Regions from separate parts of the Zea mays genome. Here region 2 is linked to region 1. The links are chromatin contacts, called in public Hi-C maps. All regions are on one chromosome and are shown on one strand. Each heading gives the region's core, a stretch centred on a gene start, on an enhancer-like site or on the middle of the called end of the contact. The rest is flanking DNA. Distances are from core to core; before and after follow the strand shown. Region 1 holds the start of LOC100273774 (Isoleucine--tRNA ligase cytoplasmic). Region 2 holds the start of LOC100280230 (transducin family protein / WD-40 repeat family protein).

Region 1 (4,058 bases), core at 439-2,938:
GCTGGGTCAGGAACAGTCTAGGATACAACTTAAAAGTCAGTTACTATAAACAGCAACAATAAAATTAGCTAGGTCAGCTAGGAAGCCAATAACCAACCCTATAGTCCAGTGCTGCCTCAAAGTTTGACAGTGCAGTTTTGCATCCTGTGCTGTAAGGCATGACCTATACCAAGAACAAAGAGTTCATGAGGTTTTAAGAAATTCCCTGCAATACAATGAACAAAAATATAACTTAGATCCATTTCCTCATTTCTATTGTCAGACTATCTCCAGCAGACTCCCTATCCCACTTCCTATATTACTCCCTATTTTAAACTCCACTCTACAAACAGTATAATCTACAATGTAAAACAGTACTTTGTACGGCCGTTTACACGGTCTGCTGGAGATGGCCTCAGATACTCTATTTGTTTCTTGTTTTTCTCTTCAGTCGAGAAGGGTTCAAAACAATTTGTACAAAAATAGTACTTGCTGTACATTAGCAGCAATTACAGTGCACAGATTATCCTACAAGCCACACATAACTCCCAAGATTACAACCACACCACACGCCTAAAGAAACATGTGTGCTGTCACAAAGCCGAGATCAACAAAATAAAAATGGCATTCTCTTACCTTACAGAAGCAATATTTAAAGCAAGCTAAAAGCTCATATGCAAAATTATAGATCTAATCATAAAGCAGCATATAAGCATAATAACAGTAAAATGTGTAAGGAGATGTACTTCTCGCATTGAGAGGCAGCAGAATTTGCAATGCAGTCGCTATGCAGTCAAAGACACTGTTAAGTTCCCAATTCACTGAACGCTAAGCTTGTCCAACTAAATCCATCGAATCCTACGTTTGTTAAACTTTGTATAACTCAGAATTTTGAGAACCAACATACTCAAAAATTAGCTATGAGGGAGGTTAGAAATGCGACCTTGAAACCCCTATAGACGAGGTCCTTCTCCCATAGCTGGGCAAACACCCACCAGACGCTCTCCATGAAGTTGAGGTCCATGGTTTTGTAGTCGTTCTTGAAGTCAATCCACCTCCCCGTGCGTGTAACCATGGCCTCCCACTCGGAGACGTACTTGGTGACGATGCTGCGGCACGTCTCGTTGTACTTGCCGATGCCGAGGTCGAACACCTGCTGCCGGTTGGTGATGCCGAGCGCCTTATCGATCTCGAACTCGACGGGGAGTCCGTGACAGTCCCATCCGAACCGTCGCGAGACGTGGCGGCCTCGCATCGACTGGTGCCGGGTGACCACGTCCTTGATGGTACCGGCGAGTATGTGGCCGTAATGGGGCAGGCCCGTGGCGAAGGGGGGACCGTCGTAGAATACGAACTCCTCGCCGCCCTCCGTGCGCCGGAGCTGCTCGTGGAAGGCGTCGAGCTTCGCCCACAGCTCGATCACCCCCTCCTCCTGCTCCGGGAAGGAGAAGTCCTTCCCCTCGCACACGTCGTCCATGGCCTCCTATCCTGCAGTCGCGGCGGCGCTGGAGGTAGCTGGGATTCCGAGCGAGACGGGGAATGGGGCTAGGGTTTCGAGCGATGGTGCGTAGGCGGCGGCGAAAGGTAGGGAATGGGATTCGCTTGGAAGGGGAAGACGAGGGTTTAGTGGCCAGCTGAAGCTATGCTCACGTGCTACGGAGGGTCCGAATCCGAACGCGGTTTTTTCATCTTCATCTTTTTTTTTAGGGCTTGTTCGGTTATTCCCAATACACATGGATTGGATGGGATTGGAAAAAATTGAGAAGAGATTTGACTTGTTTGGGATTCAAACCCATCCAATCCTACTCAATCCACATGGATTGAGAGCTAACCGAACAAGCCCTTATGCGGTCGTCGTTCCCTTCCCCCGCATGTTGAGCTACTTTGACATGGTTTTTTAGGCAGCTCCACCTCCAGCATGAACACTATCAAACGGTAAAAAAAAGGTTTTTCTTGAGAGCCTTTCAAGAACTGAAGTCGTTTTTTATTGGAAGTCAGGTCATTAAAAACCTAGCTTATATCAGCTCATTCTATATTTTTCTCATACACTATTTGAGAGAAACACATTAGAAATTATTTTGCTAAACGAATTACAAAATGGTTGTGACATCTTAAAAAAGCCAAGGAGACAAAGCCCGAGTTGTTTTCATAGTAATCGGAACCCTAGCAAAAGGGGTCATAGTATTGTAGTAGCACCCAAAGAACCATTAATGATGGCTATGGTACCCGAAACTCGTATACCCCACGGGTTTTACTCAATATAATGGTAGATTTGGGACGATTTCTTTACCTGTGGGTATGTTAATGGACACAATTCTATACCCATCGAGTAGACGGATATGGGTATGGTACGTACTACCCATACCCGCCTACTCATGGGTAATTTATACTCGCATCTGTCGTACACATACTCTATTTAAATAAGCACATATAAATATATATTAGCTAAAATAAGATCAACTTACATGTTTCTACATTATTCATTTTTTATTTTTTTATTTACTCACATTTAATGTTTTATGATTTTAAGTATGTGATGTATTTATTAGATTTATGCTATTTAATATGTGTTTAGCGGGTATCTAATCAGATGGGGGTTACGCGATGGATTTTTTACTCATGCGGGTACGGGTATGGGTTTTTAACGGGTATATTTTTACCTCGCGGATATCGGTATGGGTAAGCAGTACCTAGCGGGTATGTACACGTTGCCATCTCTAAGAACCATTGGGCTATCTCCAGCATCTCTCCTATCTCATTTTCTATTGTATCTCCTATTTCAAAATATATTCTGTAAGCAGTGTCATCTATAGTGCTGTAATACTCAAAATTGTGTACAAGAAATACATAGAGGATTTCCTCATTTTATGTTCCATATTTGCATCATAAAAAGAGCACACATATAATTGAGAGTGATTAATTAAAACCAATAATACCAAAATAAAAGAAAAATTGCATCATGCTGGAGTTATATGTTTGTGCATTAAATGAAATAATAATGTTAATGATAATAAGATAATAATTACTAGAAAGCTTGAATCCTAAATTGAGAATTAGGGTTTGAATTAAGAGAAGGGAAGAACTGAGAAAAATACTACATAAAATAAAATAAAAATCAGAATAAATACCCTTCACACTTATATTATTAAACTATACAATTCAAACTGAGGACAAGTTATTCACAATATTTGAATTTAAACTTGAATTCAAATTGGATTTGAAAATGGAGAAAAAAAAAGAAATGGAAAAGAAAAGAATAAAGAAAACCTAGCCTAACTGGGCCCTGAACTCGTATTCGGCCCAATACGCTTTTTCACCCGCGCGGACCATGCCGTGTCTTTCCCCACGCTCGCGCGCACGCTGACTTGCGGGTCCCACTTGCAGCCTCTCTAACCGCGCGCTCGCCTGGTGCTCGATCGCTGACATCGCGGGCCCGCTGCTCAGCTTACTCCACCTTCCACTCCCACGCGGGGCCCACGCTGTCGGGGTCTTCCCCCTCTTTCGCCGCTTGACTCGGGCAAGCTCCGTTACGCGTATGGCGGGTTCGCCGTGGAAGCTGGGAACGGACTCGGGGTCAAATCCTTCTCCACCTCGCCTCTATAAGATGCGCCGCAAACCCTAGACGACTCCTCTTCCACCTCCGTGATAGCCATCGACCACTAGCGCCGTGAGCGAGAGTGTGCACAGAGGAGTGAATCCGCCGCCGCCGACTCGTCCCTTCGCCGGTGTTCCGGTGCTGGCAGGAGGTCGGGGTGATTCGCTTGGGCTCGTGGATCGTGTCTGTGGCGGATTGGGGCCGAGAAAGCCTTGGTCGTCGACTGAATCCCTCGCCGGAGTAGTGAGAGCACCGCCGAGCCGCCCCAACACGTGAGCAACCTGTCTGCGCGCCCGATTTCAGGTAATATTCACCCCCTTCGTGTTCGCCGTCGTGCCAATCCCATTTTGCGGGTGTCAGAACTAGAATTAGGGCACTGCAGTGGCGGAATTGCGCGGGGTCCGGTGATGGCGCCGCCGCGGTCGGTCTGCGCCGCCGGGTTGTGTCCGCTGGTTAGGAGATGAACCTGGAGCCGTTGATTTCA
Region 2 (4,067 bases), core at 845-3,344, 540 kb after region 1:
ACTGGCTAAGTTGGATATCAGGTACAAACTGGGTGGTACCTCACCAACTAAAATTTTGATAAGGAACTAGTTTAGGGCTTGAGACAAGGATGTTACAACGAAAATAAGGATTTCTGTTGCTCTTGTAACAATATAGTTGACTAAACACTAATAAAATTCCATTATCTAAAGTTTCTTTTTCATTTTACAATATACTATTGCATCACCTGTTCGAAATGACAGTGCAGTCACAGCACCACGAATCTGGTGGTTGAAAGACATCAATTCTTCATCATATCTTACATTATGAACATGAACTGACCCATCAGAACATCCGACAGCAACTACATCCAGGGCAGGAGAAGAGACACAACACCGAACAGGTGAGTTCCAACCATTGAAATCATACAGTTTCTTTTTTGTGCTGATATTCCACAGCTGCAAGGAGCCTTCTTCGCTACCAACAATTACCTGATACAGAAACAGATTTGTTAAAAGAAAAGAAACATAATGCAGACAAGGTTCGAAACGAATACTATTTCCAAAGCAAAACTTCAGACAGCTTCAAGCACCTTATTCAGATAAGTATCAGGATGCATGATACATGTTGGGGTGAACTTGTCTCCCAATGATATGCTTCCAACTGGTTCAGTGTTTGGTTCTGCTCCTCTGAAGGCCCACATGAATACATTACCTTTAGCATCTGCGCTTAGAACATATTCTCCAAATAGGTATAGCATGTTGACCTTTTCTTCATGTCTACTCCAAGTAGCCACCTGATTGAAAGAGAATGTGGGAGGCATGAATTTATAGGGTGTTTGGTTTGAGGAATGAGCTAGTCCATCATCTTCTCACTCCTCACTATTTTTGTTTGGTTTGTGGAATGGAATGAGTTGATCCATCACCATCTCATTCCTCATAGTTAGTTAGTTAGTACTAATATATGAGGAATGGGGTCATCCCACCAAATTTGAGGAATGAACTCATGATGCACCACCTCAATTTGGATGTAGTGATTCCTTAAACCAAACACCCCCTTAAGGTTTGTCCACGTAGCAGTTGATGAGCATTTATGGTGAGGTACCATTTGTAAGCTCATAGATGACCAGCATTGTCCCAATTGCCAAAGTTCTAATTTCACATAATAATAGCACATCTTAACTACTTTATAATCATTAAAAAAAGAACAAGGCTTCTAGCCTTCTAGTAAAGAAGAACGAGTTTGGACAGCCAAGGGAGCAGTATAACTTATGTGGACAGATAGCAAAAGTTTAGGTAATGGAAGCACAGCAATTTCCGTACCTGGTCAGTCCTTTTGAAAACTGCAATATCACTTCCATAAGCAGCAAATGTATAATCCTTGTAGGATGCAATAGCACGGATCTTCTTGGGCAATTGGGGTCCTTTGATAACATAAGAAACTCATAAACGACAAAAAAAAACAGGAACATTAAAAAGTACACATGAACTGAAATAACAGGCTTACCAGCAAGAACCAAATTCAGCTTAGCACACTGCAGAACAAACGGGCATAGCAAGATGAGTATTGCAAGCTTCTAGAATAAAATTCGGTTGCAGAGGAGGAATGTAACAGGAACAGAGGAGAGTAAGGCTCGATGACAATCACGAGCTCGATTGACTACATTTACCCCCTACTAGGACCAACCAGTAAATAAACAATGAACTCCAGACTAGCCCCAAACAGATTCTAGTGATTTTATATATTCACTTGCTCACGCTATTCACGATACTGAATTCCTCCAGAGCAGACCGCGCCACCTCGACGCACGAATCCTTGTCGATTTTTTTTTCAAACGGCGGAACAGACGGGGGCGTACTGTAGGATGGCGACTTACGTTATAGACTTGGAAAGCCTTGCCGACGCTGACGGTGACGAAGGTCTCGGTGCTGAGGCGCTGCACGGAGAAGGGCACGCCGCTCGCCGTGATGTAGCCGATCGCACGGAACGGCTCGAAGATCCCCATCCTCTCTCCCTCTTCTATCTGGTCGTGGAGCCCCCTCCGGCGGCGGGGTTGCGGCCACTCCTGTCGCCGCTGGTTTTTCTAGGGTTTAACAACAGGCGCGCCGTCGGCGAGGGTTTTAGTTTGGGTTTGGCTGGCAGAGCGGCGGCGGCAGGCGGGAGTCGGGGGGCTCGTTTTCCGGGTAGGTCAGTTTGGTTGGGGTTGGGCGTGTGGACGTGTGGTGAGGTGGGCTGGTTTCGGGAGGCAGCTGTCGAACCGGGTCGGGCCGAGCCCAAACATGTTTTTACTTCCACTTTTCGGTGTTTTTTTTCCTAGACACTTTTTATCTAGTTACATCTACATCTACTAGTTTATGGCGCGCGCCCTTGCTCGCGTGCCAATCCGTGGTGTAAACTCTTATTATAAACATGTATAATTTGATGTTGTGTGATGAACATGTATATATAGAGTACTCGTTATTGAGGACATGAGAACATCAGTATCATATCAAATTTAGCAAACTATGTTTTCTTAGCAGTGGTTACCAATGGAATTGTAGCATTTATATCAACTAGAGACTGAACTGAGATTACAATACATATTAAGTAGCATTAAAGTAGAGTGCACCAAGAGCTTAAGCACTGGTGCTAGACTTAGCACATTTATTAAGATTTCAGAGTGGAATGAACTTAACTTCAGTTCATCCTAACAAACATGTCCTAATCGTTCCTTCTTTAGTTCCTCAACTACTCCTTTAAAGGCATAAAATACTCAGGTGCACTTTGATCAGTAGTGATTACATCAAGATTTGCTCTCAACATATGGATATTTTGATTTCTCAATTATTTTCAAATGCCCAACATCTGTAGGTAACTTTTTTGGGTTTAGGATATTTTGATTTTTCAATTTTTACTATAGAACCTAGTGAAGGGACCAATGGTAGCATCATACAAATCCATGTACATGGAGATAGAATATATCTGTTAGAAGCTCATTCTCGTAGAATTGTAGACAAATTTCATTACAACGCATATGGAACTGCAACAACCAAAACTCCACATACATCAGGACATGCATTTTGATACATATGATTGTCCAAATAACGATTGATACAATTCAAGAACCACAAGCAACAAAGAAATAACACACTTCTTTAGTGGGTTAACATGAGACTAGCATTTACACTGTCATGCACTCGAAAACTCAATGTCTAGGAAACAAATTAAAAATGTGGTCCTAGATTTAGGATTTCATTCTTTAAGGTACTCCAGTAAAGCAGGATAATCATTATGATCCACCACAATAAGAACATCCTTATGGTTATGTCAGAACACAGAGCAATAAGTTTAACGGAATCATCCAGAGTTAAAGTACACCAACCATGTATATCACTATTACCATTGCAGTATATGTCCCAGATGCAAAAAAATAAACATAGTGAGAATTGCATGGTAAATGGTGCCAAGAGCAGAAATACTTAGTTACCTTGGCTGCAGCTCTGATCATCGTGGGCCCACCAATATCAATATTTTCAATGCCATCCTCAAAAGACATGTTACCAGAGGTGACTTTGTCATAAAAGGGATACAAATTCACCACAACCACATCAAATGTCCTTGTGCCCCAAGAAAAGAGTTTTTAGTTCATATACAGTTTGTTGACCTACAAAGTTAGCGAAAGATTGAACCTTGTTGTGTGACAATTAAAATTCATAAGCAATGTTAAATGGTGGATTAATAAATTTCACCAATTCCATGATCTTTTAGTGCCTTCAGATGATGCTCCTGGTCTCTCCTGGCAAGAATATCACCACGTATACTTGGGACATATTCTCTTATCACCTATTACATAAGATGTAATTAGAACAAAAAATATTTTTTTGTACCTCTATAAAATCATTTTCAAATGATGACTCCCTCCGTAGTCTCTGTCTCATTAAGTCATATATGTACAACTGACAGTGTACATCATGTATAGCATACATGATGGCAAGTAAGCAATAAATAAAAGGGTCAAACAAAAAATAAAAATTATCAAATACAAAACACAACGAGATTTTTTTTTTCAAAATTAGGGTTTATATGTGCAATAGCTAATCATTTCATCAATAAGTGGCCTCGACCTCCA

The links. A called contact is a pair of places that touch in the nucleus more often than the background predicts.
Region 2: a contact with region 1 is called in a Hi-C map of ear, with 2.5 times the contacts expected there. The contact joins the promoter of LOC100280230 here to the promoter of LOC100273774 in region 1. A contact is called at or near these places in 2 of 25 Hi-C or Micro-C datasets (ear and tassel).

What each region holds. Positions count from the first base shown.
Region 1 is chr9:98,800,913-98,804,970 of Zm-B73-REFERENCE-NAM-5.0, forward strand. LOC100273774 (Isoleucine--tRNA ligase cytoplasmic) reads right to left here and starts at 1,689. Exons shown (of 27, transcript XM_008661558.4): 1 at 923-1,689; 2 at 98-163; 3 at 1-17. The coding sequence starts at 1,456.
Region 2 is chr9:99,341,990-99,346,056 of Zm-B73-REFERENCE-NAM-5.0, forward strand. LOC100280230 (transducin family protein / WD-40 repeat family protein) reads right to left here and starts at 2,095. Exons shown (of 19, transcript NM_001352155.1): 1 at 1,836-2,095; 2 at 1,466-1,493; 3 at 1,282-1,382; 4 at 552-755; 5 at 207-450. The coding sequence starts at 1,964.